5 separate regions of the Mus musculus genome follow, and regions 2, 3, 4 and 5 are each linked to region 1. Evidence: chromatin contacts called from public HiChIP or PLAC-seq and Micro-C data. All regions are on one chromosome and are shown on one strand. The core of a region is the stretch at or near the end of the contact, and the rest is flanking DNA. Distances in the headings are between cores, read along the strand shown. Region 1 holds the start of Bpifb5 (BPI fold containing family B, member 5). Region 2 holds the start of Mapre1 (microtubule-associated protein, RP/EB family, member 1). Region 3 holds the start of Efcab8 (EF-hand calcium binding domain 8). Region 4 holds the start of E2f1 (E2F transcription factor 1). Region 5 holds the start of 1700003F12Rik (RIKEN cDNA 1700003F12 gene).

Region 1 (5,403 bases), core at 912-3,411:
GGACCAGCTAAGGGGCTGTAGACCTGACACTAACATTTGTTGGGTGGGAGGTCAGGACAGGTGTGGCCAGATGTTCCTGCGTCCAAGTTCAAGGTGAAGTCCTGGCCTCTAGTACTGCAGGACGTGACCTTATTTAGAAAGACACTGGCTGCCAGCATGATTAGTAAGGGCCATGATTAGAAGTCATACTAGAGCAGGCTAGACTATAAGCCAACATGGCTGTGTTCTTAGAGAAAGGGACTTTGGACCCAAGGATGCCCCATGAGGTGTCAATAGGCACCTGGTACCAGCATCAGAGATTGTTAGTGAATGCTAGGCGCAAAGGCTGAGCCCTGCTTCCAGGAAGCAGCTGAAGACCCCTGTCTTGGCCTCCATTCTACAGGGAGGCCACTGGCTCTGGACACTTTAGTGTGGCTGTGCTGACAAGACCACACAATTGGGAAACTTGAATCTTGAGATATATTCATGTCATCCAAAGGCCGGCGGTTAACAGAAGCTATTTTGGAAACATTATTCAAATTTATAAAGCATAGGACTGACTGAGGAACCACAGAGGGGAAGCCCCTGCTTCCTTCCTAGAGGGATTTGGAGAGGTCTGGAAAGGTAGCCACACAGTAGGAGGACCTGCTTCGTGCATTCAAGGCTGAGGAGATGCTGTGGACCCCAGGTTGCCTGCCCACCTCTCCTCTGCTTGACAGGGAAAGGCCTGAGGGAGAAGAGAGGCCCAGGCTACCGCATGGCCACTCACCCGGCTGTCGTCAGCAGTTTCTTCAGCTCAGGCATAGTCTTCCCAGAGAGCAGGTCCCCCACCAATGACAGATCCAGCCCACTCTTCTTGTCAACGAGCTCCTCTCTGACGAAGGGCAGGGAGTCCATGACAGACACACCCTCACTTGGGGATCCAGTCACAGCCATCCTGATCATACCCTCCAGGACCTGGTTCTCTGATAATAGATTTGAGATGTCTGGGGACAAAAAAAAAAAAAAAAAAAAACTCCTCAGGGTCCATTCAGCCATTCAGCAAATAGCCACTGGCACCTGAACCCAGCTAGAAGATAAGACAGCCATTCAGCAACAAGTTCTTATGAGGAGACCAGAGCTCAGATCGCAATGTATCGCCCAGGCTGGTTTCAAACTCCTGTGCTTAAGTCATTGTCCTGGCTCAGCCTTGCCTTGCCACCTAGCTCAGCCCATAGGTCAGTCTGCTGGGCTTAAGGAACAGCGTGGCTCCTGCTGCTGCTCTGGAGTTGACATGGCAGTCAGGGAGAAAGACAAACTAGAACTCATACCAGTCAGTAAAGTAAGTTTTAGAAGTGTTACAGAGAAACACTTAGACTCTAAGTGTGACTGGGGTGTGGAGGGCCTGCTTTGGACATGAGGGTCTGCTGTAAGGAGGAGGCTTAGGGCAGACACCCCAAGAAGGAGAAAGAACTCAGCTAGACCTAAGTCTAGGGAGAGCAGCAGCCCATGCAAATGCCTCCAAGGTCACAGATCCCCAAGCTGTGACAAGAAGCGCCCCGCAGACAAGCAGCAGGGAGAACAGCAGGCAGGCAGACAGGTTAGCAGGTGTATGTCTGGATAAGGCCATTGAAGAGGTTTTACCAGAGGGCAGTGGGAGCCAGGAGAGACCTGACTGCTACAGGGAGATCAGAGGATGTTTCTGCAGGAGAGGTGGTAAGGACTTTGTCTGCCAAGCCCAGTCAGAGCATTCTACATTGAGAAGGAGAGAAAGGGGGATGGGCCCACACCAGCCAAAGAGGCAGCGTGACCTCTAGTGACCTCTACGTGGTGGGCAGAGGAGGCAAGGGAGACACTGGAGGGTTTGAATGACAGGGTGAGGACTGCTCATGGCAAGAGGGAGGCAAAGCAAGTGTGAGAGCAGAGGAGGGGCAAGGGCAGCTGTGGGCAGCTGGTAAATGGACACCAGAGGGGAAGAAGCCCAGAGCTCTTGTCCACTGCTCTGCCTTCTCCAAAGTCATGCTTCTTCAAGCTCATTCCTTGAGATTCACCTGTTTCCAGCTGGCTATTGTTGATCCGCAGGAAGAGATGAGTGTGGGTTGCCCCTCGGGCTTGGGGCAGCACCCCCCAGCATAACAGCAGTGCCCACAGCAGCAGCATCCCTGCTTCAGAGCCTGCGCCCCGGCTGGCCAGGGGAGTGAGAGCTTAAGTCCTCTCGAGGGGCCCGCAGCCCCGTGACCCCACTCTGTGCCCCGCCCCCATCCTTTGATGTTCTGACATTCCTGCGCGGGGCGGGGCCTGACTCCCTTATGGATCCAGCTCTCTCAGGCCTGTGACACCAGCTTTCTTAAAGGACTACTCGTATACACCAAGCTCTGAAGTGAAGGGTGGGCACATGGTGGGAAGCCAAGGCCCCAGGCCAGAGCTTGGCATGCTCAATTCTTCAGCGGGAGATTTCACTTCTCTTGGCACTTTGCAGCCAGGGGCTTTTGGCCAAAACGGATAGAGCCTGTTACTGAGGCAGGGGTGGGAGGAAAACAAGCTCAGAATGTGGCAATTGGACCCCAAGGAGGAAGTGGGCTGGGCTTGGGCCCTTTTCCTTTGGCATATCTCCACCTCTTGTGTGGAGTACAGAGGCTGCTAAAGATGTGACTGGCATAGATCCCAAGGTGGTAAGGGTGTGTGTGTGTGTGTGTGTGTGTGTGTGTGTGTGTGTGTGTGTGTGTGTGCATGTGTGAGCTGGTGAGGCGCCTGATGAAGCTGGTAATGTCCACCTTGTTCCTGCTGTTCCCATGTCCTTCCTGTGTATGTCACCTAGGCTCTTAAATCATTTCTACTCAGATGTGGTCACCAAAGTTGCAGACAGGTCCTAAAAGAGCTGAGGAATGGAGAACAAGCCGAGTTCGTTTCCTTCTAAGCCTCACTGGGAATACGATAAACCTACCGTGGTTTTGGGGAGATGGTGAAGGTCAGCGGGGCAGCAACTGTGGAGTAGTAAGCACAGGCCTGGTGCACAGGAAGGCTTAGTAAGCCGTTATGATCATGCGCGTTCTATACATAAGGGAGCCGAGACACAAAGGAGTAAGCACCTCCATCAGGGCTGGGTAGCATATCAGAGGATGCCAGAGGATGCCAGAGGAAGCTGGGGTTTGATGCTGGGGCCCAGAAAGGACCCAGAGATTGGCTGGTTCTGCCACAGCAGTTCCATGACAGAGCAGCCTGCCACCTACCTTTATGGAGTCCCTGTCTTGTGGGAACCCAGCACCCCTTGCTCCTGCATGCCCCTGACTATGTGAGCATGGCTCCTTCATTATCGGGTGGTGCAGCCACCAACAGCTGTCCCCAGTTGTCGTGGGATTTTCAACAGAATTTTCTCCTTTCAACTCAGGGTGCAAGCAGGGCAGGTGTTAGCGCCAATTTCCTTTTCTTTTTTGTTTTAAACTTTTTTTTTTCTTTTGAGATTATAATATCATTACATCATCTCTCCCCTTCCTTTCCCATCCTTCCCTCAGGAGTTCCAGTTTTCACCTGGATGCTCAGGCTTGAGAACTGGTGGAAGACAGAGTTCCAGGAGACAGCAGAGACGTAGGAAGCACACAGGAAGCACGAGGCTGACCATGGCTTGTTCTGAAGCGCTTCCTTCAGCCAGCAGGACAAACTGTCAGCGAAAGTTCACAGATTTGATGGAATATGTTAGAGAAGACTGGGTTCTATATTTTAAGATTTTTAAAAAAATTTATGTGTATGTATGTATGTATGTATGTGTGTGTGTGCCTACATGAGATTCTGTGAACCACGTGTGGGCATGTGCTTTGGCAGTCAGAGGGCACCAGAGTCCCTGGAACTGTAGTTACAGGTGGTTGTGAGCTGATTGATGTAGGTTCTAGGCCCTTTGTAGGAGCAGTAAATGCTTTTAATCTCTGATCCACCTCTACATCTCAAAGAGTGAGTTTTTTTTTTTAATTTAATTTAATGTGTGGGTGTTTTGCTTGTATTTGTCTCACTATGAGCATACATATGTTTGGTGCACACAGAGGTCAGAAGGAGGCACCGGATCCCCTGGCACTGGAGATACAGATGGTTGTGAGTCATGACGTGGGTGCTGGGAACTGACCCCAGCTCCTCTGGAAGAGCAGCCAGCGCTCCTCACCACTGATCCATCTCCCCAGGCTCAAGACTTGGGTTGTGTTGAAACACGGTCTTGTGATGTAACTTAGGCTGGTCTCCAACTAGTAGTCCTCCTGTCTCAGCCTTCTCAGGAGCTAGGGTCATAGATGGGTGTCAATTAGGGACAATTTAAAAGATATAACCTGGAATTTTCTCTTTACTGTTTCTGTTTTTACTCTCTCTGTTGAGGAAGGATGCAGAGGCTCAGAGCCCTACCTGTGGGACTTGAGAACTCCTGCCCCTAGCTAGGGTCTCCTGTCTCTGGGTCAGGGATGGCAGTCTCAGGGTCCTGCCAGATGCAGGTCAACGCAGAGACAGTTTGTCTTCTTTCCCTTGGAAAGTAGGGCACAGAAGAGAGTGGATGAGGAAGGAGCCTGGAAGAGGAGGCAGCGACATGCTGCTGGGTGAGGGCAGAGTGCTGCCTAGGCTGTGGGGAAGGTAGGTGGTGGGTCAGCTCTGAGATCCCTCCGGTGTAACTGACATGAAACAAATGTTCTTGGTACCCGCAGTAGGCTGATACCCAGATGTGAGTGGAGTAGATCTTGGAGATGACCCACACAACAGTGGCGAGTAGGCTGTGACCAGCTGCTGTGGGAGGCCTGGGAACCAGAGCTGAGATTGGACCTCAGAGCTGTCCCTTGCCCGGGGAATAAGGATCCTGGGCATCTTCATCTGCCACCAGGGGATGAGGGACTTGAGGAGCCTTGGCCATAGCTATGTCTTCATCTTTGACATTCAAAACTGGTGATCACATGGGGGTGGAACAAATCGCCTTACGGTGACCAGGTGGCACTACACACCGGAAATTTGGCAGAAACGTGCTTTGGCACTGAATACTGTCCCTTCCCAGACACTACCCCTGTCTTCCTGTAAGGGCTCTTGTGTGACTGAAGGCTGTGGCTGGGTGTGGGGAACAACCCAGGCTAAACAAACAGATGCCTATTGTCTTGTCCCAGAACCGTGGGGCTTCAGGGAAGCCTCGGAGACAGTGGCTGTCATGCGTATCTGCGTAGGAAAGGTCTTGGTGATAAGGTGTTCCCTGAGGTGCCATGAAGCCACTGGCTGAGTGCCTCGTTCCATCTACCACTCAGCTCTGCAAGATGAGAACCATGATTCTCCCCACTCCATAGAGTAGGGCACAGAAGCCCACCTAGGAGAAGCCACATCCTGTTTGTCTGTCTCCAGAACCATAGGGCTCAGAGAACATAGGACCCACCATATGAAGTGTGTGTCTCCCCATCCAAAAGCCATCCAGAAGGGAGGCGATCCCAGCCACAG
Region 2 (5,403 bases), core at 1,349-3,848, 480 kb after region 1:
AACCTAAGCATAGTTACAAACGAGGTCAGGGCAGAGACTGCCTCTCTTTTATGCTATCTTCAGTGCTAAAAACTGTGCCTGATATCTGCTGCCAACACCTCTCAAGATCCCCTACAAGCCCTCACTCAAATTAGTCTATCTCAATCTGTTCCTACACAGCAGCCAGAAAGAATTTTCTGAATCACAAATCACATGAGGTATCTCTCTCCTGTTTAAAAAACCCTGGATGAACACATAAAATGCATACTCTGTGCAGAATGCTATTAAGTACCAATAAGAGCCATCCAGACTGAGTGATGTGATTTCAGACTGAGCACTTACCATCTAGCTTGGGTCTATATGTACACATTGGGTATTGTGTGTCTCATGCTATCATAAAATAAAAGCAGCTGGTAAAGCCACATGTGTCTCCTGACCACACCCCAGCTCAGAAAAGGTTAATGGCCCTTCACCACCATGTAATTTCAAACTCTTTCATTAGCAGTACATTAATACCAGGTCCCATGTGCTCCACGAGCTCTGTGGCCACTAAATACATGGGATTAGGCACCCTGTGGATGTGCAATAAACATCCACTCACTCAACCAATTAATTGACTCTTCCAGGCAGTCAAAACAGAGCCTACCTCTCCAGCAAAGCTCTTTCTCACTTTCTGGTAAGAATGTTTGAGCCAGAAGTGAAGGCCCATGCCCATAAACCTAGATAGCACTCAAAAAGCTGAGGCAGAGACACCACTCCAAATTCAGGACAAGTGTGGGACACAGAGCATTCTAGGCCAACCTAGGGTACAAGATAAGGTCCTGTCTCAGAACAACTAACAAAAATGTCCACTGCTTAGCCTCAGTGCAATACCCTTGAGTTCAACACATACCCCACCTTTTCAGGGCTCTCTGAGCTAAGCAAGGTACAACCACAAGAAAAATCCCCTTTCCGTCTACTCAAGTATTTCTCTCCCTTCAGTGACTCTCCCAGGAGTCTCCCTAACTAGTTCTAGTCAGCCTTTTCACACACTATCTCATGACCTAGCTCAATAGCTAGATGACCTTCAATTTTTGATCCTCCTGCATCTACCTCCCAAGTGTAAGGACTACAGGCATGTTCACCACACTTGGCTCCCTACCCACTTCAATTCAGTGTAGGATAAAGTACACCCTATTCCTCTCCAAGTACCATCCAGAGTCCTATGGAAAGGCAAGAGGGAGGTGGCACTAAAAAGAGCTATGTGACCCTGTATGAAACATGTCTCCTTTCCTCAGAAATGGCTTACCTGTAAAATGAATAAGACCCTACCTTCCTCACAGAGCTGTGGTAAGTATCAGAAAAGCACACCGCCTCCCAAGCTTCTATGTCCTGGCACTTTGACACCACAAAAGTATGAAACAGTTTCTAGATGGAGAAGGAGGAGTAGCACACAGGATATGACTCTGGAGTTGAGTTACTTGCTGGACAACGTAAGGCAAGTCCTTTCCCTACCCAAAGTCTCAGACTCGCCTCTGTAAAAGAATGATGAGCAGCTCAGCACAGTGGGGGAACTGCAGTCACCTCTCAGCCCCACAGAGAAAATAAAATGAGCAAAACACAACAGAGGGGAAAGAAAGAGAATAAAGATAGCATCTTTTCAAGGCAATGTGACTATTAAATGACACAATGCTACATCAAGCTCTTAACACAATGCCTTATACACAAGTGCCCATTAAAGAGCTATCTTGATTAATGCTAGTCAAGACATCCCATCACCGGCAGACATCAGGCCTAGCTGAACTTCCCTCAATGGGCCACCGGATCCTCATCGCCAAGATGCAGAGGTCAGGCTATACCCTGCAGTACTGGTATCGCCCTTTTACAGTAATTACAGAAATTATCTTGGCCATGTATTCATTTTCTTGCTTCCTGGCTCTCTACCCACAAAGCAGACTCCTAGAAAGCATGTCTTTGCCTGTCTACTCCCTGATGAGACCGGGGCCTAGCATTTACTAGGCACTCAACCACCACCCGCGGACCGCCTGACTTCTGCCAGGCACCGAGCTGAAACCTTTCTGTGCTTAATTCTACTGTCTCCATTTTACGGAGGAGGAAACTGAGGCACGGGGAGGCTGAAGCGCCTGCCTAAGGTCGCACTCTGCGGCCAACTCCGCGGACCAACTCCCACCCATTATGCAACGACGCCTCCTACACCCAGGGTCCCCACCGCGCCCCTCGCGCGCGCGCGCGCGCGCCCGTGGGCACACACCCTCCAGGCCCAGCCGCAAAGTCAGGACTTCGCCGGTCACCACTAGGCAGCCCCCACTTCCGGCCCACGCCCCGCCCCCGGGACAACGGAGCGCGCGCCCCCGGCCCAGGCCGCGCACCGGATCGCGGCCCCGCCCTTCCCCCCCACTGCCCGCGCGGCTCCGCACTGCTCACGAGGAGCCGCCTCCCGTGAATTCCCGACTGCTGCCGCCGCCCGGGCCCGCCAGCCGCCTCACCGGCTTTCTCAGGACCCGCGTCCGCCGTCCGCGCGCCCGGCTCCGGTTCCGTCTTCGTCTCGTTCAAACCGTCGGACCCCGCCCGCCCGCGCGCGATGACCTCACACGCACCCCGCCGTGACGCGCCGACGCAGGGGCTCGTCATCTCCCGCCCGGCCTTTTATAGAGACGGACTGGCCTGCGAGCCGGAGGCGGGGCCGAATGCTTGATCGACAGCTGGCATGCCCGGGGGCGGGGAGCAAGCCTGTTGGGCACGTGGTCAGTTGCGACCAATGACGTGTGAGTCCTCTGAGGAGGCGGAGTCCAGTTGCACATTCTGGTTTGCTGTAGCCCAGAAGAAAATTCGTTTGACCAAGATGGATTAATGAATAGGCTCGGGAGGAAGGTTAGCTCGCCTAGCATACATGAATCCCTGGTTTCAGTCCCCAACACCACAGATGGCAGCTGTGGTGGAACACACCTATCTTGCCAGCAAATCGTTTTGTCATCATCCCAGACCCTCTCTCTGGGAGTTCAGCCTGAGGTACACGAGACCCTGTCTCAGAAAGAAAAAACTGGGAGTGCTAGGCCACTCGTGTACACTTGGACAGGAAAGAGAATCACTGTAAATTCAAGGCCAGCCTGGTCTACAGTAGCAAGCTAGCCAGAGCTACACAGCGAGATCTGGTCTCAACAAAGAAAAAATGGCCATCGAAATGCTTTAGCAGGTGCATGCCCCCAAACCTGACAACATGAGTTCAAACCCCAGGACCCACTGATAGAAGGTGAGACGCGAGTCCTGCAAGTTGTCCTCTGACTAACACACATGGGCAGTGCCACTCGCATGCCTACACACACGCAAATATGCCCACAAATAACTGTGGTGGTATGAACGTTTAATCCCAGGACTCAGTAGGTAGAGACAAGAGAATCTCTGAGATCAAGGCCAGCCAGAGAGCTACACAGTTATTGTTTGCCTTTAAATTTAAAAAAAAAAAAAAAGATTTGGCGCCTGTTTTAGTTAGTGTTACAATTCCTGTAATGAAACATGACCAAAGCAACTTGGAGAGGAGAGTGCTTATTTAGCTTACTCTTCCATATTATCTCTGTTCATCACTGAAGGAAAACAGGGCAGGAACCTAGAGCCAGGAGTGGATGCAGAAGCCATGGAGGGATGTCGGTTACTAGCTTACTCCTCATGGCTTGCTCAGCCTGCTTTCTTATACAACCTGTCTTAGTCAGGGTTTCTATTCCTGCACAAACATCATGACCAAGAAGCACTTGGGGAGGAAAGGATTTATTCAGCTTACTCTCCCACATTGCTGTTCATCACCAAAGGAAGTCAAGACTGGAACTCAAACAGGTCAGGAAGCAGGAGCTGATGCAGAGGACATGGAAGGATGTTCTTTACTGGCTTAGTTCCCCTGGCTTGCTCAGCCTGCTCTCTTATAGAACCCAAGAATACCAGCCCAGAGATGGTCCCACCCACAAGGGGCCCTCCCCACTTGATCACTAATTGAGAAAATGACTTGCGGCTGGATCTCCTGGAGGCCTTTCCCCAACTGATGCTCCTTTCTCTATGATAACTCCAGCTGTGTCAAGTTGACACAAAACTAGCCAGTACACAACCCTAGACCACACCAGCACAGAGGTGTCCTAACCCACAGTGGGCTGATGAGATTCCCCCATCAATGACTAAGAAAACACTTTACCAGCTTGCCTAAGGGCTCATCTTAGGGAGGCATTTTCTTAATTGAGATTCCCTCCTCTCAAATGACATTAGCGTGTGTCAAGGTGTTATAAAACTGCCCAGCACAGCACCTTAATGAAAAACTAAGTCACCATGTAAGAGCACCTGCAATGTCATCTGGTTTATTCTTAGCACTGCAAATGTTTCCTTACTTTTTAATGCCTTTATCTTCTGCTTTTGCATGGAGGCAATTTCCTGTTCTAGCTCCAGACTGTGTCTCAGTGCTTGTATATAGGAAGAAAAGATGAACTGCAGCACTTCACAGCAGAGGAAACAGGCTCAGAGAAGCCAGCTGACTTGCCCAGAATCACAGGTCACAGAATGCTTTCTCTGCCACAATACCACTTATTTATATATTCATAATTCTTTTTGAGATAGGGTCTAATATAGCCCAGATCAGTCTCCTGCATCCTATGTGGCTGAGGATAACCTTGAACTCCTACCCTCCTGTTACTACTTTTCAAATGCTGGGATTACAGGCCTGTACCACCAAGCCTGGCTGCCAGCATTTATTGTCTCTAAGCAAAGAGACAGACCCTAGGCATTTGATGGTGAGCTAAAACTAGACATAGCCTATGACCTCCTAACATTTCTACTCTGGCAAAGGAGGCAAACTAGACACATCAGTGACTCGAAACTTGGTTTACTAACAGATCGATTGAGGGCTAGGCCAAGCCAGTGTATGTATAGCAAGGTGCTTACCTCCTGGCCATTCCTGGACCTAGTCCTAATTGCTGAAGCTCAGGAATGGCTAAGAATCTGACAAGGTGGCAGTGGATGACTTATTGCTGATCCTCCTGCCTCTCCCTCCTGAGTTCTGGGATTAAAGCTGTGTATTACCATGCCCATTCTATGTGATGCTGGACAATCAAACCTAGGGCTTTGGGTGTGCTAGGCAAGGCCTCTGCCAGCTGCATTCCCAGCCTGCACACTGCCAGTTTCCATGGTAAGTAGAACTCCAAGCATCTTACAACAGACTTGACTTTGCTTTGCAGCATGGGAAGACGCCCCAGAGTTGACACTGGTCCCAAAAGATGAGCTACTACCCTTATAAAAGGGTTGATATCGAAAAATACAAGCAAGAGGAAAGAGCAGAGTGTGCTGTGATCTTGGAATTTAGTGGGTCAGGAAGACAGGAACTCCATGTACAGCCTAGGCTATGTGTTATTTTAAAAAATTAACATTATAATGAAACATCAATAACAATAA
Region 3 (5,403 bases), core at 775-3,274, 440 kb after region 1:
ATCTGATGAGAGTTGGGAGGCATTCTCAGAGAACAAAACAGACAGCAGGGAAGGAGAAGAGAATGTCATACCCACGGGACTGACACGTAAGCCGTGTGGACCCTGGACCACAGGGTTCCTAGGAGGCATCAGGGAGAGAGGGAAATGAAGAGAAAAGAGTGAGAAGAAAAACATAATACAAGATCCTTACCATCTGGCTCTAAATGGGAAGAAGAGCAGTAGGCACATGAGAAAGGGCAGTGGGGAGGGGAACCGGCCCAGGTCTTCCCCCGTGCTGTCTTGACATCGAAAGTAAGGACAACTAAGAGAAAAGGCAGAAACTTCTCCAGAAAGAGGAGCATGGAGGGACGAGGGCATGAAGCAAGCTGTGACGACTCATCTAGAAATAAAACGCAAATCTCTAGAAATCTGAGGACTCATAAGCTTAGGGTATAGATACATTTAAAGAATAGAAAAAGGAAACACAAGAGACAGGATGTGGTACTGGAAAAAGAGCCACGGAAAACGGCAGAAACCTAATGCAAAAGTGTATCTAAAGTACATTTCTGTTAACTATATGAATTGTATTGGCCTTGAAAGGGACCTGGCAGGGCTGGAGAGATGGCTCAGCAGTTAAAAACTCCCGCAGAGGAGCTGCACTCAATTCCTAGCAGCCAAGATGGCAACCCACAACCGACTGTAACTACTGTTCTAGAGGATCTGATGTTCTCCTCTGACCTCCTTAGGCACTACACCCACAATACATAGACATACATGCCGATAAAACACTCACACATAGCTGGGTGGTGGTGGCGCATGCCCTTAATCCCAGTATTTGGGAGGCAGAGGCTGGTGGATTTCTGAGTTCGAGGCCAGCCTGATCTACAAAGTGAGTTCCAGGACAGCCAGGGCTACACAGAGAAACCCTGTCTCGAAAAAACAAACAAAACAAAGACACTCACACATGTCAAATAAATTTTAAAAAATAAAAAGACCTGGGGAAATATGCCATAAGGTTAATGGCAGTTATCTGGGCAGGTGTAGAAGTGGGGGCACCTGTCAAATATGCATTCCTCTAACACACAGAAGGGGGAGAAGGAAAGAAAAAAGAAAGATTTTTTTTTTCAGGCTGGGACAACCAACTACCTCTTCAAAACAGAACAAAGGAAGAAGGTGGCCCTTGCACCCTTGTTCATCAACATCTACCCTCCAGCTCACTCTATGGCAGTGAAAAGGGGGGAGGGTCCTACCTTCCCTTAAACCAAGGTGGCCCGTAATGCAACCCATTGAACTGGGGTCCTCCTTCCCCACAGAGTACCTTGAGGAAGGGAATGCAGACAGAACCAGATGGTTGTGAACTCTGAAGGAAAAACAAACAAGTGTCCGGAAGTAGTTTGTAAGAGAATGAAAAAAAAAAAAAAAAAGGAATACAAATCTGGGGAAGTGGGGAAGAAGGTGGGGAAGAGAAGGAGATGGGATAGGGCTAGCTCCTAGCTATGAGAATACCACAGGATGAAGGGAAATAACCCAGCAGTACGGAAGTTGGGGGGGGGGGGTGTGGCGGAGTGCCCCAGCATGCCTTAGGCAGCTGTCGCAGGAAACCGGACCTAAACTGGATGGTGGGTAATATTCGCCAACATCTGTCACTGCACTAGGTTCCAAATCCCGAGTGAAGGGAAGATAGGTAGGCCCCAATCTGTCCTTCTTCCTGTACCCCCAAAGGACTTGCCCGTCCTAGTTTAAGGCACTAGGTAAGGTAGGGCGGAAGTGGCTGATAGCTCCAGCTGGTGACAGTTTGGCCGGGGACATCCTGAGGTCTAAGCACTATCTGCCCTTTCCAGCCTGCTGCAGATGCCAGTTCAGACCTTGGAAGAACGGAAATACGGTTTGGAGTCCTTTTAGGAACAGGGAGCGCACTCCCAAGCTCCTCTACGAGAATCAAGGAAGGATAACAGAGCAGAAGCAAAGGGGGGCACAGAGAACAATGTCTCCAGGGGAAGGGCTCAGAAGGCACAGCTGTGCGAGATGAGACGTTAACCTCGTCTGGGAAAGACAAATGTGCGCGTGGGTAGGACAGGCGCTGAAATTGCGGCTGGAGGAAAACTACTCTCCACGTGGCCGAAGCGGCAACTGGTTGGCGAGAGTAGGTGGGAGGGGCGAGGCTATGGTAGGCGGGGCCAGAGGCAGGCGGCTAGCAGGGGTAGCACCCGGGATAGGGGAGCGAGGGAAGGCGGGGTTTCTCCTGCTCCTTCGCCTAGGACTACAGCGATTTGGTTTCTACTAACACCTCTAGTTTTGGAATTTTTCCCTTTGTCTTCTCCCTGGAGCTGAAGTGGATTTCCAGGTCTTGGCCAGGCCCTAGTTTTTAACCCCCTTTTGGTTGGACAGAGATCTCTTTAGTGTTGGCACTTTGCTGGGCTTCGTCTCACGCCTAAGCAGCACGGTTGCCAGACTCACCCAAGGCCTGCTTCTCATTTCCAACCTTTTCCTGTTTGGAGGTCCAAAGCTGGCTGGGCTTTGATTTCTACTTCCACTCGCTCATCTTCCTGCTCTGTGGAGCCACACAGTGCACACTGGTGATCCCTTGAGTTGGTGATCAAGGATAAGGAGTGTCCTGGTTCTGCCTACCAAAGGCTAAAAGCAAATGCAGGGCCTTTCTAGGAGCTGCCAGTAACAGGAGTGGACCCATTAGATCTAGGCTTTAGTTTTGTTTTTTAAATTTTATTTATTGTTTGTATGAGTACACTGTCGCTCTCTTCAAACACACCAGAAGAGAGCATCGGATCCCATTATATAGACGGCTGTGAGCACCAATGTGGTCCTGGGAATTGAACTCGGGATCTCTAGAAGAGTAGTCGGTGCTCTTAACTCTCCAGCCATGGTTTTGTTTTTTAATACAAGGTCTCATGGAGCCCAGGTGATTTGAACTTCCTATATAAATAGCCAAGGATGGCCATGTATGACTTGATACTCTTCCCTTCCACCTCCCTGTTATTAGACGCGTTCTCACGACCGGCCAGGAAGAACACCACAGACCAGAATCTTCTGCGGCAAAGCTTTATTTCTTACATCTTCAGGAGCCAGGGTGCAGGAAGCAAGAGAGCAAGAAGCAAGAGAGCAAGAAGCAAGAGAGCAAGAAGCAAGAGAGAGAAGCAAGAGCAAGAGAGAGAGAAAACGAAACCCCGTCCCTCTTAAGGAGCATTCTCCTTCGCCTCGGACGTGTCACTCCCTGATTGGCTGCAGCCCATCGGCCGAGTTGACGTCACGGGGAAGGCAGAGCACAAGTAGTCATAAGATACCCTTGGCACATGCGCAGATTATTTGTTTACCACTTAGAACACAGGATGTCAGCGCCATCTTGTAACGGCGAATGTGGGGGCGGCTCCCAACACCTCCCAAGTGTTGGAACTACGTATGTGTACCACCACACCCACAATCTAATTTTTAATTGAAAAAAAAAAAAAAAGGTCATAGCAATCATTAAGATTTAAAAATGCCCCTTTGCCTTGGGCAGTAGTACTGAGTCTTAGTGCTCAGAGAACGGAATAGGGGGTTGACTCTGGGTGGCCACATCTCCTTAGCCTCTGGAATCTTCCATTAGTTAAGTAGGACACAGCCAGAGAAGACAAGGTAGGAAGGATTGCCCTAAAGTTCTGGGCCCAGGGCAGGCCCTTTTTGCCTAAATGTAACAGAATATTCTACAGATTCTGAGTAGAGTAGGGTTTTCCCCCCAGACAAGCGGACCTTGTCGAAATGGAGATTCTGAAGTTTGGGCCCCTTTTGGGGACAGGGGCATACTCCTATGTTAGGAAGTCAATCTGGATTCCCAGGTGTCAAAGGTTAACAGAGATTGGAGACTGCCGCCAAGAAACAAAACTTCTAAAAAAAAAAAAAAAAAGTCCACATGTGACTTGTATGAAGTCAGAATGTATATGTATACTTATTCTTCAAACTTCAAATGACTTCAGTGCCTTCACATTTTTCACTTTGTTTTGTTTTGAATTGTTGGGCATGGTTTTGCATGCCTTTAATTCTAGCAGTCAGGAAGCGGAGGCAGGCTGATCTCTGTAAGTTCAAGGTCAGCCTGGTCTACAGAGTCCCAGGACAGCCAGGGCTACAACAGAGGGACCCAGCCTCAATTTTTTCTCTCTCTCTTTCATTTATTGATGGCTGGAGTTATGGCTCAGTGCCTCTCATGGCCTCATGACCTTTGGTTACATCTGATGCCATCACACATACATGAGATAATGTCTCAAAAATAAATAGCATCCATCAATAATGACAGAAGTAGATGGCATGTCGTGATGCGATAATAAAGCCATGTATAAATCACGCCATGAGGAAAAAACACAAACCCAGACTGCAGAATACAACTGGCTATACTCACGTCGATGGCCTGCTGAATGCTAGCAGCACATACCTGTAACTCTAGCACTTACAAGGCTGAAGCAGAAGGCTTTGTAAAGCAAGCATGAGCAACACAGCCAGCTCCAGGACAGCCTGATCTATGCAGGAAACCTACGAAAAGCAAAACACAGGAGGGAAATGGCTCACTGGGTCAAGTCATGCTGTCCAAGACTGAGGACTTACTTGAGTTCAGATACCCAACACCCATGTAAATGACTGACATTGAAACACGCAAAGTTAACGCCAGAGCCAGGCAGGGAGAGGTCAGTAGAGACAAGAGGATCCCGGGGCTCACTAGCCAGTTAGGCTAGCTGAAACAGAGACCTCAGGTTTAGTGAGAGACTATGAGGGTTTGATTATGCTTGGCCCAGGCAGTGGCACTATTAGGAGGTGTGGCCTTCTTGGAGTACGTGCATCACTGTGGGCATGGGCCTTAAGACCCTCATCCTAGCTGCCTGGAAGCCAGTCTTTTAGCTGCCTTCAGGACAAGAGGTGGAACTCTCAGCTGCTCCAGCCTCATCCCTACCTGGATGCTGCCATGTTCCCACCTTGATGGTAATGGTCTGAACCTCTGAACCTGTAAGCCAGCCCCAATTAAATGTTCTTTATAAGCTCCCTTGGTCATGGTGTCTGTTCACAGCAGTAAAACCCTAGCCAAGACAGATGCCCTGTCTGAAAACCTAAAGTAGAGATAGAAGATAATTTAACATGAATCTTCAGCCTTCACAGGTGTGCACATCCACACTCACACATAACAAGCATACATATGCATGCATACCACAGAAACACACACACACACACAGAGCGAGCACACAAGGTCTATCATGTAAAACAAAGCAGCTGAGGAAGTGGTGTAGCTTGAAGATGGTTCAAGGAACTTTCAACTGGAAGCAATATATGATTTTTGCATTGGATGACAGACTGGAAAAGTAGAAATATTCTAGGGCCCAACAGTAGGTGAAACTGGAATATGGGCTCTACATAACTATAGACTGCATTTGTTTTCTGGTCTTAAGA
Region 4 (5,403 bases), core at 1,164-3,663, 350 kb before region 1:
CTCATGGGCACAGGCAGACCGAGGTCGGGGGATCTAGTGTGGGCCACATCCTGTCACTGAATTTGCAGGCACCAGCCTTGAATGGGCCTCATTTTCCCATCTGTACAGCGAGAGGCTCACGTGCTCTCTGTGGTCCTTCCCTGTTCTGACACATTCCAGGATTTGCAATGAGTAATTTCACAAACTGTTCGTGAGTAGGGGAAGAAAAAACACTCCTGCTGCTTCCCAAACCACCAGAGTCTGCAGAATACCTTCTAGTCCCTCTGCTTTCATCCTCATGAGAACTGGAGACGGCCGAGGCGAGATCTAGGTGCCTTTTTTTATTGATTTATTTATTTTTACACAAAACTGAACTGAAAAGCATCCTTGGGAGCTGCAACTTGCTTGTTTTATAACAGGATCTCATGTTATAGGATCTTGGCTGCCTATATAGCCAAGGATGACCGAGCACTCTCCTGTCTTCCTGTATCTACCTGCTGGGGTTACAGGTGTTACCCCATACCCAGCTGTAGCAATTGTAATATTTGGCTCTACTCCACATTTTTATTGAAAAGGTATACCAATTTGTTTTCAAAGATCAACACATTATCTGGGATGGGCATAAGTGTTCCTTGTGTTCCTTTGTTTAAATGTTTATTTATTTTTTTATTCTTGCTGTATTATACATAGTCCAGGCCATCCTGGGACTTAAGCTCTTCCAGTCTTGACAAAAAGATTCTAAACTGGAGGTCAAGTAGTGGCCCAAACATGTAACCCTAGCACTCAGGAGGCGGATGCAGGAAGGTAACATTGATTCAGTTTGAGCTACTACATAGCAAGATACTATCGCTTTAAAGAAAAAGGGGGGGGGGCGGAGCAAACCAGACATTGTGGCCCCACCCATTCAACTCCAGCACTGGAGGCTGGAGCAGGCAGATTTAATGATGTTCCAGGGCAACCAGAGCCAGATGAGACCCTGTCTCTAAACACAAACTAAAAACCCACCCCTCCCAATCAAAACAAACCAAAAAAAAAACAAGAAGGGGAGAGGGCGGCCTGGCTGGGGATTGATTCTAAATTGGCCAAACCGGGGTGGTTCAAAGTTAACCCGTGCCTTGGTGTTTCTGGGCCCTGGAACATCACAGCCCCCTTATTGCGTCCTTGCTCACCTCTGCCCTCAGCCTCCAATTCTCTCATACCCAGAAAGGGCCTGAGAAGCAGCCCCTGCTAAGCCAGCTCAGAGTAATGTGGTCAGAGTTGGGGCCAAGATTAAGTAGCATGAAGCATGGAGAAAGTAACCCGGCTTGAGAGCTCCCTGTAGCTTACACTGGACCTGGGGACTTGAATATTGTCAGCTACTTACTCTCTTCTTGTGGTCATCTCCCCCACCCCCAAGGACAGGAAGTTTGTGGGTCTTGTTAAACCTTTCATGTTTCTATTCCCAGTATTGGCAAGATGCCTAGTAGAGAGGACCACAATGCTGATCAGACGGGCTGACCCCAGCAATCAGAAATGCTGATGGAGGACCTCTGGATTAAAGGCACCACCATACGCACCCTCCTCGCCCCTGCACCTCCCTATGAGAGGAGATACTTTAATGGACCAATCTCTTCACATTGCAAACATCTGCTGCTTCTGTGTTTCCTTTTTTTCCTTTTCACTAAGTCATGAGTCAAGGTCTGGACTGAGGATGGGACAGTGAACGCTCTCAGGCGTTTTTTTTTTTTTGAGATCAGGGTCTCACTGTGTAGTTCTGGATGACCTGAACTGGGAAGATCCGCCTGCCTCTGCCTCCCAAGTGCTGGGATTAAAGGCAGGCGCCATTGTGGAGTGACCAAATGAATGAACGCTAACTGGGCTCTGGCTACGAAAGAAATTTCAGTAAAAAGACACTGAGATCAAAGCCACACATCCCTTACTCATTTCCTGGCTCCCCTCTTGGGCTTGGCTTCTGGGTGACAGGATAGGGAAGAAAGCATGATGTGAACTAATGGAATAAATGGATCTTAAGACCGGAGATGTGGCTGAAGCGAGCTTTGGAGGTGAGCCTGAAGAGGCAGTCTCTGGGCTGTAAACTGAGGGGGTGGAGACCACAGGTTGAGAGTTTAGGGGGTCATGTGGAGACTGCGGGACGTGCAGAACCGAGTACGAAGTTTGTTCGCTTCGCCAGACCCGCCACCCATCGAGTGGGCGGTGAAGGGGCGGGGCCCATTGCCCACGCCTCCTGCAGGGCACGGCGAGAGGCAGAGGGGAGAAGGCGCCCGGCACCGCCCGGACAAAGCCTGCGCGCGCCCCGCCCCGGGATTGGCCACCCCGCCCCTGGTCCCACCCTCCGTCTCCTGCCCCGCACGCCGCAACCAATGCTCGCCATCGGAGCCTCCGTCGTCACAGCCGCCCCGGCCAATGGAGGAGGCGTTCGGCGGCGCGTGGCTCTTTCGCGGCAAAAAGGATTTGGCGCGTAAAAGTGGCCCGGACTTTGCAGGCAGCGGCGGCCGGGGCGGAGCGGGATCGAGCCCTCGCCGCGGCCTGCCAGTCATGGGCCCGCGCCGCCGCCGCCGCCTGCCTCCCGGGCCACGCGGGCCGTGAGCGCCATGGCCGTAGCCCCCGCGGGCGGCCAGCACGCGCCAGCGCTGGAGGCCCTGCTCGGGGCGGGCGCGTTGCGGCTGCTCGACTCCTCGCAGATCGTCATCATCTCCACCGCGCCCGATGTCGGCGCCCCGCAGCTCCCCGCCGCGCCGCCCACTGGCCCTCGCGATTCTGACGTGCTGCTCTTCGCCACGCCGCAGGCGCCCCGACCCGCGCCTAGTGCACCGCGCCCGGCTCTCGGCCGCCCGCCGGTACGGACCCTAGGCGCGGGCGGGGGAGGGGACGGGCTGCTGCGCTGGGCGGCGCGGAGCCTGGGCTGGGCCTCGGGGCTCCGCCCCGGGGCGCGCATTGACTGACTGCCTTGCCTGTCTGTTTGCTGAGCCTCGCTCCGGGCCTCGGCGTCTTCACCGGAGCGTCGGAACCATTAATGATTGTGTCTCACGTGTATCCAGCTGGTGCTTGCTTAGTGCACGCTCAGGCTTTGGCACCAAATTCCCAATTCTGGTGTGAGCTGGGTGTTGTCACGTGCCCATCTGCCAGAGGGAGGAACTGAGGCCCAGAGATGGGGAAGTGCTTCACGCAGCTGCAGATGGTGGGGCTGATATTTGAACTGATGTCTGCTGGCTTGCTGCAGAACCTATGGCTAGGGAGTGCGCACAGTTGCTTGTTGGAGGTGAGAGAGGGTGACTGTTAGAGACATCTTCGGGAGATCCTCCTTAGTAGCTCTGCCAGGTGCAGGCCTGGCCTTCCAGGCCTCTGGGGATAGGCCTCTTGATTGGGAGGCCTTCTCTGCAGGGGCGGGGTGCTGGGCCAGCTGCTGCAACCCTTCCTTTGCCTGTTCTTCCATCTGCCACCCTTCCAGCTCCTGGTTGCCATGGAACTTTATTAATCAGGCGGACAGACCTCTGAGCCTCTGGAAGACTGGGTGGGCTGGGCCCCTGAGAAGGGGCCTCCAGTTCCTGGAGAGAGAAGACGTGGGAGGGAGATCCCTGGATAAAAGTCTCTTCCTGATTCTAAGCAAGTAGCTCAAGACCACTTTAGGCAGGGGGCCTAGAAAAGGCAGCTGGGTACGAGGAGAGTGGAACTTGGATCTAAGCAGGGGCCAGCTCCGTGAGTGGGCCACTATCTTCATTGTAGGGGTGGAGTGGACAGGAGGGGCGAGGGCAAGGCCCAGTATCAGAGAAGAAGCTGTTCAACTCCTGATGGGGGTGTGGGTGGCAGCTGGTCCCTGAGGCATCTTAGAGTAGGCCCCTTACTCCCCTTGGCACAGCGCCCAGTGCTGCCTTCCTTCCGGAATCACCAAGATGCTAATAATAATAACAATAGCAACCACCATTGTTTTGAGGATGTTTTGTGTGCCAGGCTCTGTGCTAAGCACTTTACTCACTTAACCTTGTGGGCAGCCGTACACTTTGTCATCCTTTCATAGATGAGGCTGAGGCCCACAACTGATAGAACTTCTTAAGCATTCAGTGACTGAGCGGGATTTCCTGGCTGTTAAAGGCCTTTCCTCCCAGCGAGGACGGCCAGTATTTGGTGGGTCAGCCGGCTTGCCTTGCATTAACTCCAGGGGCCTGTACCTGTAGGGAGGAGCTTGGGCCCTGGGCAGGTATTCTACATGTAACCAAACATTCCATTCGCTCTAGTTGAGTTAGTGAGTCCCTTTGTGCCCTAGGTGCAGAGGTAGTTAGGGAACCCCTGCCCCCATAGTACTTAAGGACCAGCAAACATTTTCTGTGGGAGAGGTTGACACCATCCCGGAGCCAAAGGCCAGGAATGCAAATCTGGATTTTGGCCTCTACCAACTTTGCTCTGGAATTTTGGGGGGGCAGTCCTTGAAATAAGCTACAGGCTTGGCTTGCACCCAGTGAATACTTGCTGGGTCCTTCCTGTGCACCTCTGTACACCTCTTTGCAGTTCAGACATTCCTCCTTGACCTACCTCTCTACCTTGTCATGTATGTGTAGATCCTGGGGGGGGGGGGGGAGGGGAATAGCACAGACAGGAGAACTGACACAGGTTCAAGGCCAGCCAGGGCTACATAGTGAAACCTAACCTTAAAGTAAGTTGGGCTGGATAGATGGTTCAGCCATTGAAAGCAATTGCTTCTCTGTTATGACAACTTGAGTTTGGATCACAGCCCCAACACTGAGGTCACATGGCTAACTTCAGTCTCCAGGGATTTGATAGTCTTCTCCTGTCTTTGGGTACCCATGTTCACATACATTCATACAGACACAAATTTCATTTTAAAAAGAAAATAATTTTAAAAAGTAAACTAGTTAAAAATAAATTAAGCCGGGCGTGGTGGCACACGCCTTTAATCCCAGCACTTGGGAGGCAGAGGCAGATTTCTGAGTTCGAGACCAGCCTGGTCTACAAAGTGAGTTCCAGGACAGCCAGGGCTACAGAGAAACCCTGTCTTGAAAAACAAAACAAAACAAACAAACAAAAATAAATAAAATATCAACAGCCTATTTTGGTTAATTGACTTCTTGAGTTCAAAGCCAGCCCGAATTACAAAGACCCTCTTTCAAAACAGTAACAGCAAGAAACTGAGGTTCCCCATTATAGTTCTTGTTTACTGTAGAAAGTATGTGGTACCATACATTAAGTCTGTAAGAGCCAGGCTTAGAGTAGAAAGCCAGCTCTTCTGCAGGGCCCTTGTTTTAGGTGTGACACTGTTGTTTTATTACACGAATCCCTGGCTGGTCGCTGTGAGTGCTTAATGCTGTTGGGGATTGAACCCAGAATTGAATGCACGCTGAATAAGTGCCAGGCCCCAGTCTTGTTTTTAATAGTTCTAAAATTTGCTGTGAGCCATGTGTGGTGGCTCCT
Region 5 (5,403 bases), core at 957-3,456, 330 kb before region 1:
ACACAAGTGCAGCCTTAATTGCATAGCTTATGGTTCTAGTGAGCTGAGGCATTCTGCCATCTCTAGCCCCAGGTGAAACATTCTCAGTGTGTAAGACTTTTTTTTTTTTCTCGAGACAGGGTTTCTCTGTGTAGCCCTGGCTCTCCTGGAACTGACTTTGTAGACCAGACTGGCCTCAAACTCAGAAATCCGCCTGCCTCTGCCTCCCAAGTGCTGGGATTAAAGGCGTGAGCCACCACCGCCCAGCTCAATTTTTGTTTTAAGCAATCTGTGGTACTGAATTCAAGTTACTCCTACCCCATCCTCTTGAGTGCTGGTATTGTCACAGGAATGGTGGCTTTAGGGTCTGGTCTGGAGCTGGGTGTGGGATCCAAGAAAGCCAGCAGTGGCTTCTGTTCAGAGCATGCTGCTTCTCTCGGGAATAAGAGTGACATCAGAGGCCACTGGTGCTATGTCAGTATGGAGGAGCAGAGGGAGAGCACTGATGGCAGTGGGGATCGGCAGCTGGGTGTGCATACACTAATTGTAGCCTTGGCCTTTGGAGGGGCAGCAGAGAGACTGAGGATTATATACTAGCAGGGGAAACTAATTTGCCATACACAGATTAGTGGTTTGGAAGAAGATTTTGGCTACAAATGGTAGAGGATAGAACTGGTACCTCTGGAGGAAAGTGCTTTGATTAAGGGACCCTAAAGTTTGGGGGACCTGAGTGCTTGGGAGCTGACAGGCTGTAGGGTGAGAGACTAGAGGTTCAAGCCCCTTTTCTTGAGTGTGTGCCAAAAGCAGACTCTGAGGTTCCAGCTTCACCATGACTGACATCCTGGTATGATGTTTGTAAGCCTGAAACCCTTCCTCTTCCGAAGAGGGATTTTTGAACGTTGGGGACTCTTGGAGACCTCAAACCTTTGCCTGAAACAAGTTCTTCCTAGCGTTGCTCAAGTCCACCTTCAGTCTACGGATTTGGCATGAGCTGACCTTTGTGCTACGAAAAGTAAAAGGCAGCCCTAGCTCCAGGTCGTGTTGGTGACTGTTCTAACTCCTACTCGCTCGGGGCCTCAGTTTTGACCAGGTGACCGACAGCAGGCACAGAAGTGGCAGACACAGGGTTTGCTATGTGCTCTTTATTGAGCAGAGTCCTGGCGCTAGGGGTCGTGCCAGGCACTCAGGGCCGCGGGCGAGGGCAGCGGCGCCGCTTGCGCGGCTGCTCCTCGCGGGGGTCGCCTTCACCACAGGCATCGCGTTGGGTCAGCACGTGCGCATACAGCGGCTGCCAGCACTGCGGGACCTTGGCCCCGCCCCCCGGCCTGCCTCCCACTCGACGCCCCTCCTCCTGCAGCCGTGCGTCCAGCTGCAGCAGCAGCACCAGGATCCTTTTCATCTCCCGAGCGCGCGCGCCTTCGCGCCTGTCCACGCCGTCGCCAGCCCCACGTAGCATAGGCGCCACCGCTGGGAAGCACGTTGGGGCGCCGAGCGGGTCCTCAGTTGGCCGCACCGGCCTCACAAATGGGCCCGCCGCTGCCTCGGCCAGCTGCTGCCGCTTGTCCAGCGGGAAAAGCAGCACGATCTTGGTCTGGGGGTGGGCGGGTGTGAAGGGAAGAACATGCCCTCGTGGGGCCTGAGGCTTCTTCCGTGCCCGACCCAACCTCCGGAGCCCCACTGTGCCCCGTACCCTGAGACCCTGCCTCCCCACAGGAACCCATTGACCACTGCATACTTTCCCAGCCTTGATGCGGGGGTTCTCACCCACACGGGCAGGGTCAGGAGCCTCTCGCCACTGAAAGAAAGGGAAAGTGGCGTGTTGCGAGGCCATGGGCTGGAGAGAGGGTGTAAAGGTATTTCAGGTCTGTGGTCCCAGAGACACTATACCTGATCCCTGGTTGAGAGAGCACTCTTCCTCCTCCCCCCCTCCCCCCAGCCATTGCTTCTAGAATCCCTATACTACTACTACCTATATGGGCTCCAGAGATCCTGTTCTCTCTAGAGAGTCTCTAACCCCTCATGCTCCTGGCACCCAGCGTCCCTTCTAGCCTCTCCATACTCACACTTGGCTTCTTCCTCTTGAGATGGCTGAAGAACTGCTTGTGACGGGCTTTGTCCATGTCAGGTGGCCTGTCCTTGTTGGCCTGATTGGGTGCTTTGGTCCTCTTGTGGGAACTGCTGTTTCCCATGATAGGACTGGTCACAGGACTGGTCACTAGAGGCCACTGCCCATGCTGCCTCGGCCCTGCCCTCTAACCAGGGGCCCCAGTTTGGCCCCGCCCATCAGGGTAACTGTATTGTGAGCTCACAAGTGACCTCACCACACCAAAACTCTGCTCCTCCCCTGTAACTCCCAGGGGAATCTGGCCACTGCTCCACTGTCTATGACCTCTTCTGGTCTTAGCTTCCCAGCTGCAAAACAGGGCTAGTGCTTTAACAAAGCAATACTTATAAGGTGCTTAAGGGTGAGTAGAGGGGGACTTCTATGGCTTTGATTTGAATCCTGGCCTGCCACTAATTAGCTGCTTAACTTTGGCTCAGATTCAACCTCTCAAGGCCCCAGATACAAAATGGAGTCAATTATGGTTACTGAAAATTGTTAAGATGGTTAAAAACAATTCTTGGGATGAGTCTGGTATGAGGAAGTTGGTTCTGCCAAGCAGGTTTGGTTGCAAACAGTAGAAAATCGATCTTATACCTCCAAAGGAAAACTACCAAAAAGATGTCATGGAAACAGAACCCACAGACTTAGAGCAGGACTCGGGCACTACTCTATCCCATTTGTTATAAGCATGGTCCAGAAGCTACCATCTTAGTTTAACCAAGGCAGATCATACATCAAAAATGAAACCCATTAAGGCCAGTTTTACACATGGTACAAAATGATGTGTGATATGACCCCGTACTGGCTGACATTTGCTTGTTCTTTCATTATTCCACTCAACAATCCATTTAACAGACATTTACTGCATTTTGTTGGAAGCTACATATATATATATAGGTCTCTATTAGAGGCCTCACTAGCTGTTGCAGAAGCGAGCATGAGCCTTTTTTTTTTTTTTTTTTTTTTTTTTGTCTTTTCGAGACAGGGTTTCTCTGTGTAGCCCTGGCAGTCCTGGAACTCACTTTGTAGACCAGGCTGGCCTCGAACTCAGAAATCCACCTGCCTCTGCCTCCCGAGTGCTGGGATTAAAGGCGTGCGCCACCACGTCCGGCTCAGCCTTAACTTTGAAGAGGAATTGAGATCCAGGAGAACCCAGTGTCCCAGGAGGGTATGATCCTGTGAACCAGCCTCATATGCAAGGATGAACAAAGTCCATCTGCACTGGGAAAAGGGGCCTTAGAAGCTGGGCAGAGTGGTTCCCATCTTTAATTCATTCTAGCACTGGGGAGGCATATACAGGAGGATCCCAAGTCAAGGCAAGTCTGGGCTAGAAATTAAGACCCTGTCTGGAGACAAAGATGGGAAGTGAGTGGTAACTAGCTTGTGCTGGCCTGCATGCTCTGTCCACTTCCATTGCTGCTCTCATGAGCAAGGTAAGCTCCCTGTTATCTTGCCCTGCACATAGGAGTATGAACAGGCCTCCAAGGTGGACCAGTTTGTCACACGATTTCTGCTGCGGGAGACTGTCAATCAGCTACAAGCCCTGCAGACCTCCCTGGAGGGAGCATCAGACACCCTGGAGGCGCAGGCCCATGGCCAGCGGTATGTGAGGGTGCTGCTGGGCTGCGGGTATGTGGGTGTCTGTTGTTCCTGAGTTCCAAACTCCTCAGTATCCCGTTCCATCCAGCCTTCCAGAGGCCACATTCTTGGGGTCATGATCTGCTGAGAGAAGGGGTCAGTGGTTTGGGGGCTGGGCTTCAAAGACCCAGGAGACCTGTCTTACCCTACCTAAGTCTGGTCCTGTGCTGAAATCCCAGTCCTTGACCCTATGGGTCTGGGGACACTGGACTAACCTTCTACTTTCCTTCCAGGTTGGATGAAGAAACTATCAAAGCGCAGAGTAGGCCCTGTGGCAGCCGGAGGGCAGGACGCAGAGCCCTAAGGAGCATCAGTTGGTCACCATCCTGGTCTCCTGGATCCTCTGATACAGGTTTGCCTATGGCAGGGTAGGATCTGGCTGCACAGGGCCAGGAAAGACGTGGCATCTCCTATTCTCTCAGGGCTTTGCTCTGCCAATGTTCCCAGTTCACCCTGAGCGGCCTCCCTTCAGGGGTCCTGGCTGATGTCCTCCTGGTCCCTCTGCCAGGGCGGAGTTCAGAGGCTGAGCAGCAGTGGCGGCTACAGGTCAACCGCCTCCAGGAGCTCATAGACCAGCTTGAGTGCAAGGTGAGAGGCTGGGTGGCCAGTGCATGTTCACGCCCATGCATACTAGAGGCTCGGTCTGTGTTCTGTGTCTCTTGCAGGCACCCCGGCTGGAACCCACACATGAGGAGGACCTCACCAAGGGGTTTGACTCGGTGAGCTTGGGAAAAAGTACTCAAGCTCTGTCTACCCAGATCTGGTAGGCAGGTGCTAGGCTTTGGATCTTGCTCTATGGCTACCTTAGGTTTTCTGTTCTCTCATTTGTACCTGTGAAAGTCAGGCCTAAGGTAGGAATGGAAGCTGGAAGGCACAGTGGGAGATGGTACAGCAGAGGGGGAGGGTCAGTCAGTAGCTTGGAGGATGGAGTCAGAAGCTGGGAGGTTGTGGGGACTTGATCCCACAGGGGGCAGATCTGGACCACATTAGGAAGACTGGATTATACTCTGAGCTTGGCTTGTCCCCTGACTAGCTGCTTTCTTGCCAGCACATCCTTGTGGCGCAGAGGCAAGTGCAGGTGGCAGAGGATGCCCTGCAGGATTTTCATCGTGCTTTGTGCTGCTACATGAACTTCACAGGGGCCCAAAGCCATTGTCTGCAGTGAGTCTCTGGAGAGCCAGTGGGATGGGTGAGTGGGTGGGAACAGAGAGGGTGGGCACCCTGGGCAGATAGGCAGTGGTGGTCACAGCTGTGGTCCAGCCTGGCTACCTCTTTGGTTCTGCAGTGTGTCTGCCCAGAAGATGCTAGACAATGCTGCTTTCACCCTGTATGAGTTCTGGCAGGATGAAGCCTCCTGGAGAAGGTGAGTGGTGGTTGGTCTAACATCTGACATTGATGGGGTTCTGGAGGACATCGGACCAGGTTCAAGTCCTGCTCTCCTAATCACTGGCTGTGTGACTTCAAATAACTAACCTAACACATCTGGGTCCCAGATGAGATGATGTGTAAGGAATAAATGCAAGCTAGGTATTGAGTGCATGCCAGTTATATCAACCCTGAAGGCAGAGGCTCAGAACACAAGGCCAATATGGGTCTTTCAAATTCAACAAAGCTCTGTCTCCAAAAACAAAAACAAAACTAATATCCAAAAAACCAACCAACCAAAAACCAAAATAACAAAC

Evidence for each region. Hi-C and Micro-C count contacts between places; a contact is called where the count stands out from the background. HiChIP or PLAC-seq counts read pairs in DNA pulled down with a chosen protein or histone mark.
Region 2: an H3K4me3 HiChIP or PLAC-seq map of embryonic stem cells shows a contact between it and region 1, with 4 times the contacts expected there. The contact joins the promoter of Mapre1 here to the promoter of Bpifb5 in region 1. A contact is called at or near these places in 3 of 115 datasets of contacts at active chromatin or transcription factors (embryonic stem cells and microglia).
Region 3: an H3K27ac HiChIP or PLAC-seq map of embryonic stem cells shows a contact between it and region 1, with 3 times the contacts expected there. The contact joins the promoter of Efcab8 here to the promoter of Bpifb5 in region 1. A contact is called at or near these places in 1 of 39 promoter capture datasets (hippocampal neurons) and 1 of 115 datasets of contacts at active chromatin or transcription factors (embryonic stem cells).
Region 4: an H3K4me3 HiChIP or PLAC-seq map of bone marrow-derived macrophages shows a contact between it and region 1, with 4 times the contacts expected there. The contact joins the promoter of E2f1 here to the promoter of Bpifb5 in region 1. A contact is called at or near these places in 1 of 39 promoter capture datasets (embryonic stem cells) and 4 of 115 datasets of contacts at active chromatin or transcription factors (bone marrow-derived macrophages and embryonic stem cells).
Region 5: a Micro-C map of embryonic stem cells shows a contact between it and region 1, with 1.7 times the contacts expected there. The contact joins the promoter of 1700003F12Rik here to the promoter of Bpifb5 in region 1. A contact is called at or near these places in 7 of 484 Hi-C or Micro-C datasets (the G1E-ER4 cell line, cerebellum, embryonic stem cells and 2 more) and 2 of 115 datasets of contacts at active chromatin or transcription factors (astrocytes and embryonic stem cells).

Annotation. Positions count from the first base shown.
Region 1 is chr2:154,220,500-154,225,902 of GRCm38.p6, reverse strand. It overlaps Bpifb5 (BPI fold containing family B, member 5), which reads right to left and starts at 2,161. Exons shown (of 15, transcript NM_144890.2): 1 at 2,010-2,161; 2 at 749-965. The coding sequence starts at 2,118. It also overlaps a transcript of Cdk5rap1 not described here.
Region 2 is chr2:153,738,482-153,743,884 of GRCm38.p6, reverse strand. It overlaps Mapre1 (microtubule-associated protein, RP/EB family, member 1), which reads right to left and starts at 2,598. Exons shown (of 7, transcript NM_007896.3): 1 at 2,466-2,598.
Region 3 is chr2:153,775,867-153,781,269 of GRCm38.p6, reverse strand. Efcab8 (EF-hand calcium binding domain 8) reads right to left here and starts at 2,024. Exons shown (of 29, transcript NM_001370916.1): 1 at 1,845-2,024; 2 at 1,298-1,339; 3 at 191-379. The coding sequence starts at 357.
Region 4 is chr2:154,566,902-154,572,304 of GRCm38.p6, reverse strand. E2f1 (E2F transcription factor 1) reads left to right here and starts at 2,413. Exons shown (of 7, transcript NM_007891.5): 1 at 2,413-2,816. The coding sequence starts at 2,571.
Region 5 is chr2:154,545,707-154,551,109 of GRCm38.p6, reverse strand. 1700003F12Rik (RIKEN cDNA 1700003F12 gene) reads right to left here and starts at 2,206. Exons shown (of 3, transcript NM_029305.2): 1 at 2,043-2,206; 2 at 1,715-1,774; 3 at 1,060-1,570. The coding sequence starts at 2,168. The coding sequence ends at 1,163. Necab3 (N-terminal EF-hand calcium binding protein 3) reads left to right here. Exons shown (of 13, transcript NM_021546.3): 6 at 3,549-3,685; 7 at 3,955-4,073; 8 at 4,230-4,309; 9 at 4,387-4,440; 10 at 4,770-4,882; 11 at 5,007-5,084.